2 separate regions of the Zea mays genome follow, and region 2 is linked to region 1. The links are chromatin contacts, called in public Hi-C maps. All regions are on one chromosome and are shown on one strand. Each heading gives the region's core, a stretch centred on a gene start, on an enhancer-like site or on the middle of the called end of the contact. The rest is flanking DNA. Distances are from core to core; before and after follow the strand shown. Region 1 holds the start of LOC100277025. Region 2 holds the start of LOC103628962 (GDSL esterase/lipase At1g71691-like).

Region 1 (3,927 bases), core at 1,150-3,649:
CGTTGGAACCTGGAACTGCTGTGGTAATCCTAGGATCACTTGCAGAGTCCATGTACCCTTTTCAAGCTCTACTTCCTCTTAACAAAAAATGTGCCTCACTGTAAGGTTGACAAAAAAATTGACTCCTACTAGAATGAACATAAGGACTTTACTTCTATTGTTGGCAAAACATATTTCTTTGTTAACAGGTTTTTACATATTTTTAAGTGATAGTTTCTGCAGTTACTTCAACACACTATATCTTGAGACATAGTATGGATTATGGAATATATGGTAGCACTTGTTAACTTTGGGGTTTTATTTGAATTTGTAATTTGCATGGTCACCTGCATATATCTTGGTTTCCACAGAGTTACTATTCTAAAGGTTGAAGAAAAGATTTCCTGTCAACATAACAAGTGACAAAATGTAATGCACATATAATTTTTTTACAAACACAAACCTTTCTGCGATCAGATGTCAATGGTGGGACAGTCACTCGTATCACTTCTCCGTCATTGCTTGGTGTCACACCAAGATTTGCGGCAACTATAGTTTTCTCGATAAGCTTGAGGCTGTTGCAGTACATGGGTGTGATTACATATGATGAAAAATTCAGCAGTGGCTCTGCACTGGGAAGGTTAATTGGTATAAGCTTACCTTGACTTGTCATATGGTTGAATAAGAAGAGAAGTTGCATCTGGAGTGCTTATCTGTGCAATGCTCTTCAAGTTCACTGGAGTTCCGTAGTACTCGACCTGTAAGAAACATTTAATCAATCTTTGTTGAGTAGAACAATACAATCATTTCCAGTAGTCTCTGTACGCTATAGTTGTATCAGCCACAAAACTTTGCTTTGCTAAAATAAGATCAGGATTTTATATTGGCAGTTAACTGAGCTATGAGAAACACTATGTTGAACGTTATATGCATGTAGAATGGAGAAGTCAAAAAGATGTGCCCAGTACAGGAAGAATATATATTTGGTCACGCAACAGTTCGAACTACATCATAAGAGCAAAAAGAACAAGGACTAGCCATCAAACCTCGATCCGGTCAAGCATGGCCGGGCTTGCACGCCCTGTCCTCACAGTGTTGAAGTTAGTTTGGACTGTTTCGATCGCCTTCTCCATCTTTTCTTTCTGAAGACACATACGGGCAGCTAGTTAAAACAAGAGGCACAAAACCTGACCAGGCAAAAGGGGGCTTCCCAATAGAGGGTACACTGTAACATACAGCTTGGTCTTCGATGAGGGATTTCTCCGCTTCAATTTCTTCAATAGTGGCATGCGTCAGAACTGCTCTGATAACATGAGAATGACAAGCTATTGATGACGGTCCATAATGATACGGGGTAAACACCTATATCTGTAACCACTCGCCTCTTGTCCGAGTGTCCAAGAACCAGTCGCCTAGCAGCAAAGTCCACTGGTCCATCCTGAAGTTTTCTCGCAAAGTTCGTAGAGGAGCAAATCGTGACGGACTGCTTTGGTAAACAACCACAGCCTGTAAAAGTAGGACATCTGCTGTCAAGAGTTTGCCACACTATTGTTTTTGTTTTCATGGAAAACACTATTAATTGAATGTATGTCTATCTCTACTACTATAAAGCACAAGTTTTCACCGTTCCACCATCGTTGTGCATCATCTGAACCCCCACATTTAAATGGTAAAAAGCTAAAATTATACACAAATACGGATTTGAACTTGACTGTAAACCCACATTTTAGTCCGCCTAGCCAACAGAATGCACATATCTTTATGTTTTATACTCTATATTTAAAGAGTAAATGAAAAACATAGCAACCTATTGGAACCTAACTAGAAACTAGTAGACCATAACTGAGCACATTTCGGGCGAACTACAATCCACGACAGATCTGACTAGCGCCCTGTTTCACAATCTGGTGGAAAAGCTTAGCGAGTGTCAATTGTATTATGGCACTATCAGACGGCATTATCCCCTAAACTTAGAGGATAAAGCCGGAGTTTGTTTCCATCATCTAAACCCCCCAAAATTGCAAGGAAATCTGTTCGTGCAGTGCGAATGGCAGGCGAGCACATGACCTAACTAGAGGTACCCAGTGTTTGGCTCATTGGTCATTGCCGAAACAATCCCGCGCAATCTGCGGGGGGCGAGGAGAGGAGGAGGGACGGACCTGAGCGCTGGGGGAGGCTGCGCGAGAGGGCGCGTAGCGGGGAGGAGACCGCCGCGGGGGAGACGGCGTGGAGCGCCATGCGAGCTGGTGCAACGGTCGGTGGCTGAGGCTGACCAAGGGAGGGAAGGAGACGGGACGAGCGCGTGTGGATAAGAACGAAGGCCATATCAGCAGAAGTGGGCCAAGCTAGGCCGTTTGGGCCATTTCTGATATAGGACGGACGACCCAGCCCATAAAAGACCACGCCCGCCCAGGCCCACCAGGCGGCCGATAACCTCATCGTCTCATCCTCTTCCTCCTCCCGTCCAAACGCAGCCGAAGAGGAAAGGAGAGAGAGAGGCGGCGAGGATGGGGCGGAAGCGGAAGGAGCTGCTGTCGTCGGCTCCATGGAGGACGGGGGAGGCGGCGGAGGACGAGGACGCGGCAAGGATGAGCCGCGAGGGGAAGGTCAGCGTCACCAGCAACCCCGGGGAGACGCCCACCATGAGCATGCCCCGGAGCAAGCGCCAGGACCTCGACCTCACCGTCGACGACTTCGAGGAGGACGAGATCGACCCTGAGCTGCGCTACTCCTTCCAGCGGAACAGCAGGGTACCGTATACGCCCGACCGACCCGTCATCGCTTTTTTTTTTGTTCGCATTGATTGCCCCTGCTCCTGCTCGACGGATTGTTAGGTTGATTGTTAGGTCCCTCGCCGTTTTGCGGGGATTGTTACCCTGTCCCTGGAACACGCTGCCAGGTTCAGAATCCTTATACTTGTGTAGGAAATGTACCCGTGTTCTGTGTGTTGTTGGATATTGGATTGCATTGGCTAAAAAACGAATTAAAAAATGTACCAGGTCACCGATAACAGCATTGGCAGTTTGTAAAATTGCAGTTGTTGAAGGATAGGATTATGCTGATGTGTTACCTTCACGGTGCCAACCGTAACACATTGGGGAAAAGTGCACTAGATTCTCGAGAATAGCATTTACACTTGCTGAAGTAACCGTACATGTTAATGAAAAAGCGGTGTCCTGTAATGCACCGGGGCACCACTAGTGCTGGGTATGGATCGCAGTTAAACTCACACGTTGTTACTGATTTGTTCATTACAGCAGCTTCCAATCACCCTTGCTACCTGCACCATCATGAGAGCCTGAAATCGTGAATGCTGTTTTCGTGGGCCTGACAGTTTCAATTTCTTCCCAGTCCAACACACGTGGATTGAGCAAAAGCCATGAACAGATTAGGACCTGAAAGTCACTCAACACAGTTTATGCACCAGACACTTTGTGTGATACTGTGACGTGTAAGGTCCTGTTTGGAAGCAACCTAGTTTTTAAGAAACCAGTTTTTATTTTTTTAGCTAGGAGGGGCCAGCTTCTTGGTTTTTAAGAGACTGAGAATCTAATTTCTATAAACTTCCATAGCCTGAAATCAGACTAGGTCGTCCCAAACATGCCCTGAAACTTAGGGCCTGTTCGGGTGTTTCCAAACATGCCCTAAGTTTCATAGCCTGAAATCAGACTAGGTCGATAGCACAAGACTGCCGCTTGTCCGGTGCATCATGCCACTGCTTTCTATGACATGGTCCTTCATTCTTGTATCCGGCTCACCGCACTTAGCAAATTTAGTTCTTGGCTAGCACAAGTAATAAACGTCGTTTCACTTTTTGCTCAATCGTTTGACATTGAATTGGATGCTTTGCAGTTTCTGAAGAGAGTTTTTAGCGTGGACACACTTGTCAAGCCTCTCCCTCCTGTAATGGCATACAGCGTATCCCGCAATATAAACTTCTTCTTCCGG
Region 2 (4,231 bases), core at 1,659-4,158, 240 kb after region 1:
TTGCTTTATGTACTTTACCTTAGAAGACTTTTTGGGCACATAGGTACTACTTATATCAAGTTAGGCCAGGTGAGGTATGTTCAAACTTCAGACTGCTCCATGGGGATTCCTCACGCGAGAGCACAAAGGTAGTGTGGTTCCTACTCTAAGGAACAAAACTTGGATCCATCCTAAAGCCAAGCAATCATGTTGTTAGGTTGATCTTGCTGCACTTTGTGTGATATTGTGTTACCTGCAAACTTATAAAAATATCTTTAAGTTTTTGTTAACCTAACTTTCACTTGTCTTAGATTGTTGGACGGGAGCAGTACAAACGACTTGCAAATTAATTTCGCTTAGAATTTGATGGCAATCTTACAACAGTTGCTGCTGGAGACCTGCTGCCTTCAGATGTACTCCTCCTTTCGTGAGTTCAGATGTAGTACTTACCCTTCACCTATTATTTTCGCTTGCAACAAAAAATCTCTGACAACCCTTTTTTGTTGATAGGAATGCACACCAGACCTGATTGTTCCCCTAATTCCTGAACGAGTCCTTTTATTTTCCTTTAGTTGCAGATATCTGGTCATCAGTACAGAACTTGAAGTGTAGATTGTGATGTCGCTGCCGATGTATAGGAAACAAAACTCATTGGGCACCCCCTGCCCACAAGACAAACCCCTTTTCTGATCCTGAACGAGTCCTTTTATGCATGCCCACTTGCATCATTTTAGTTCATGGCAGACCACGATTAAACCTTTTTATGTTTCACAGGATACACATGCATATACTTTCCCTTTTATGCAGGTGTAAAGTGAGGGCTGTGCAGCGTGTTGGTGGATTTCACATTTCAGAGAGGATAGAGAAAGCTTCGCGTCGCTTTTTTGAATGGCTTCCGGGAGGATAAGCTGGTGTAGAAGGTTGTGGTGGAGGTCCTGCCTTTTTGGCTTGCAAGCCAAGGGCGCAATAACGAGCAACCAAGCATTTTGTAGCAGCCAATCCTTCCCGTTGAGCACACGGAGGTGAGTGGGTGTGTGCTGCTGGAGCGCTATGTCATATGTGTAGTCCCTCTTATGTCTGAAATTAGTAGTCTCTCTGGCAGCTTTGTTTGTTTTCCTTCATGTAAAACAGATAGCCATGTTAAAACTTCAACTTGTTTTGTTTTATACAGTTGAAAATCAATGGCATGTGTTGCGCCTGTCTTGCGGCAAGGGTTCCAAATGGCTCCTTAAAAATGATGTGAACTACCCCTTCTTTCTTTTATTTGACGGTTGTTCAGTTTAAAAATAAACTAGCGGGCGATAAACATTTGAAAACGGAGGTAGTAATAATTTAGAACAAAAGAAGTGTATTGGTGGGTTTCGACTCCAGGGGAGAAGCCTTATCAAATGGTTCAAAAGAAATAGTTATTTATATCCACTTTTAGTGATTCTAACAAAATGTCAATTATTATTTTTATATATCAACATATTTTATCATATTGATACCGTAGCAACGCACGGGCATATACCTAGTATATATATATATATATGTCTCCGATCATCTTCTCACATGCCGGCAAGCTCACGGACGTTGACGGGCGAGACGACGTCCGCGCCGCCGTGGAGCACCAGCCTGGCGACGATGACGTTGACGGCCGCCGTGGGGTGGTATGCGTCCCAGAACACGTAGTGCTCCCTGTGGTCGCACGGCGGCATGAAGGGCTGGCAGGTGACCTGCCCGGCGTTCCTGCCGATGCCGCAGCACCCGCGGTCGACGACGGCGAAGCCGAACGCGGCCGGGTCGGCGAGGATGGCCCTGAACACCGCGAAGTTGTCGAGGTACGTGAGGCTGGCGCCGGGAAGGCCGGCGGCAGCGTTGCCGTTGAGGCGGTCGACCAGCGCCCGCACGTTGGCGTTGAAGGGGAGCACGAGGTCGTCCACGGCGCGCGAGCACCGCCCCGCGAGGCTCTGCGCGCGCACGCTCGGGATGCAGCCCACGGACCCCACGCCGGCCACCACGAACCGCCTGCCCCCGGCGCCGTGGAGCCTGGCCAGCTGCGCGGCCAGCTGGCGCGCGAGCAGGTCCGCGAACTGCTGCGGGCCGTACCGCCGCCGCGTGTCGTAGTTGGGCATCAGGTAGTTGTTGAGGTAGTCGTTGCTGCCCATCCCCACGAACAGGACGGAGCGCGCCACCAGGTCCGCCGCCGCCGCCGCGCCCGCCGCGCCGGCGATCCGTGCCACGGTCGTCTCGAAGTTCTGGATCTGCTGGTTGAATGGGATCCGCCCGACCTGCATTGGATTTGGAGAGATGCTTTTTTGTCTGAGCATGTCTGAGCATGTCATGCATGTCTGAGCATGGCATGGCTGCTTACAAAGTTGCCGCCACTGTCGTCGAGGATCCCGGCGGCGGCAGAAGCGTAGTTGACGCCCTGCAGGACATGCTGCACGGACGAGGCTTCAGAGTAGGGTGGCACCAGGGGCAGTCCAAGCAGCTCGGCTACGAACACGACAGCATCAATGACGACTGCCTCCATGCATGCCGCAGTTGCATGCATAATGCGGTCAAGAGACAAGGGATGAGCGACTGAGCGAGAGTACGTACCGAGCTCGTCGACGATGGTGTAGCCGTTGCAGAAGCGACCGGTGGGGCCGCCGGCGAAGTCGATGCCGTAGGGGAAGTAGTTGGCCTTGGCAAGCGACGCGAGGTTGTTGTTATTGCCGCTGTCGATGAGCGAGTCACCGAACACGAACAGCGCCGGCGCCCTCCCCTCTCCGCCGGCGGTGGCCGCAGCGGTGACGGCCGGGACCACGGCGAGGAGCAGCAGCCACCGCGGGAGGCCGGCGGCGGCGGCCATCGTGGGCCGTAAGAGTACGTACGTACGTACGTGTGTCAGATAAAAGAAAAGTTGCCGCACATATGCAGCGCGCTAGCTAGAGGCCTAGAGCTCGATCGATCGGTGGCGCAAAATGGACAATGGTTTTCAGAGATGCATGGACTAGGGCTGGGCATTCGGTTTTTTGGGTCTATTCGGTTCGGTCTATTCGGTTTTCAAAAAATTCGGGTTTTAGATATCAAGAACCGAAATCTTAATTTTTTTTACAGGAACCGAACCCGAATAGACCATAAAAATCGGTTCGGTCTATTCGGTTCTTCACGAACCCGAACAGAGCACAGATGACAGACAATGACATGATAATTAATAAATATATACCACAGGAAATAACAGTTCACACAGTAGAAAATGCCTACTACATGCAAGTTTACTCACCACAGGAAATAACTTAACAGATTCATCATCAATCCATCACAATTCACATTTCACAAACAAATTTAAAAATCTGGTCATCTGCAAATAAGCAAAGCAAGTTTGCAACTACATACATATTTGGAAATTCGATTATTCAAACAACAAGCTTGCAGCGGCATTCATATTTGCATGCAAATTGGAACGACAAGTTTGCAATAGCTTTCATATTTGCATGCAAATGAGAAGTCGGCTTACATTGCAAGATTCCTCGCTGGTTGCCGTCGTGCCTTCGGTTAGCGTACCTTACTGGTGGGTCGGTCTGCAGCGAGTCGTGGGCACCACCGAGGCACCGAGGAGCAGGACGTCGAGTCGCCGAAGTCCGAGCAGGACGTCGAGTCGCCGAACGCCGAGGTGCGGTGGCCGGTGGTAGTGGATGGCTGGCGGCTGGCGCCTGGCGCTGCAGACGCGCAGAGGCTGCGAAGCGGTGGATCTACGGCGCGGCGGCGGACCAGTGCGACTCGGTTCGGCAGAGCGACGGTGGATCGACGGCGGCACGGCGCGGCGGCGGACCAGCGTGCAGCGTGCTTGCGGGCGGTGCGGCTAGGGTTGCGGGTGCCGGGGTGCGTCGTGCGGACTGCGCCTGCGGTCGTGCGGTTAGTGAGTTGGGCCGTTAGTGAGTTGGGTCGTCCGGTCGTGCGGTTAGGACTGCGCCTGTAGATCGGTTCTTTGAGTCTAATCGGGTTTGGCTGGCTGAAAACCGAACCCGCAACCGATACCCGAACAGAAGAGATTTAAGAACCGAAACCCGAACCCGAAAACCGAAAACCGACCTATTCGGTCTATTAGGGTTCGGGTTCGGTTCGGGTTCGGTTTTCGGGTTAAAAATGCCCAGTCCTAGCATGGACCATGGAGGCTGCTAGTGCTAACCAGGCCACCAATCCACCATGCATGCATGCATGTGTGAATTGAATGAAGCTGAAGTATGTGGAGATGGATGGAGAATCATGCATGGCCGGCCGGCAA

The links. Hi-C and Micro-C count contacts between places; a contact is called where the count stands out from the background.
Region 2: a contact with region 1 is called in a Hi-C map of tassel, with 2.1 times the contacts expected there. The contact joins the promoter of LOC103628962 here to the promoter of LOC100277025 in region 1. A contact is called at or near these places in 3 of 25 Hi-C or Micro-C datasets (ear, leaf mesophyll and tassel).

The regions. Positions count from the first base shown.
Region 1 is chr6:8,469,336-8,473,262 of Zm-B73-REFERENCE-NAM-5.0, forward strand. LOC100277025 reads left to right here and starts at 2,400. Exons shown (of 3, transcript NM_001150698.2): 1 at 2,400-2,729; 2 at 3,832-3,927. The coding sequence starts at 2,487. It overlaps LOC100217177 (Ribosome-recycling factor chloroplastic), which reads right to left and starts at 2,234. Exons shown (of 12, transcript NM_001143538.1): 1 at 2,139-2,234; 2 at 1,362-1,485; 3 at 1,216-1,282; 4 at 1,026-1,121; 5 at 640-737; 6 at 443-554. The coding sequence starts at 2,217.
Region 2 is chr6:8,709,482-8,713,712 of Zm-B73-REFERENCE-NAM-5.0, forward strand. It overlaps LOC103628962 (GDSL esterase/lipase At1g71691-like), which reads right to left and starts at 2,909. Exons shown (of 3, transcript NM_001352154.1): 1 at 2,563-2,909; 2 at 2,333-2,457; 3 at 1,374-2,249. The coding sequence starts at 2,815. The coding sequence ends at 1,527.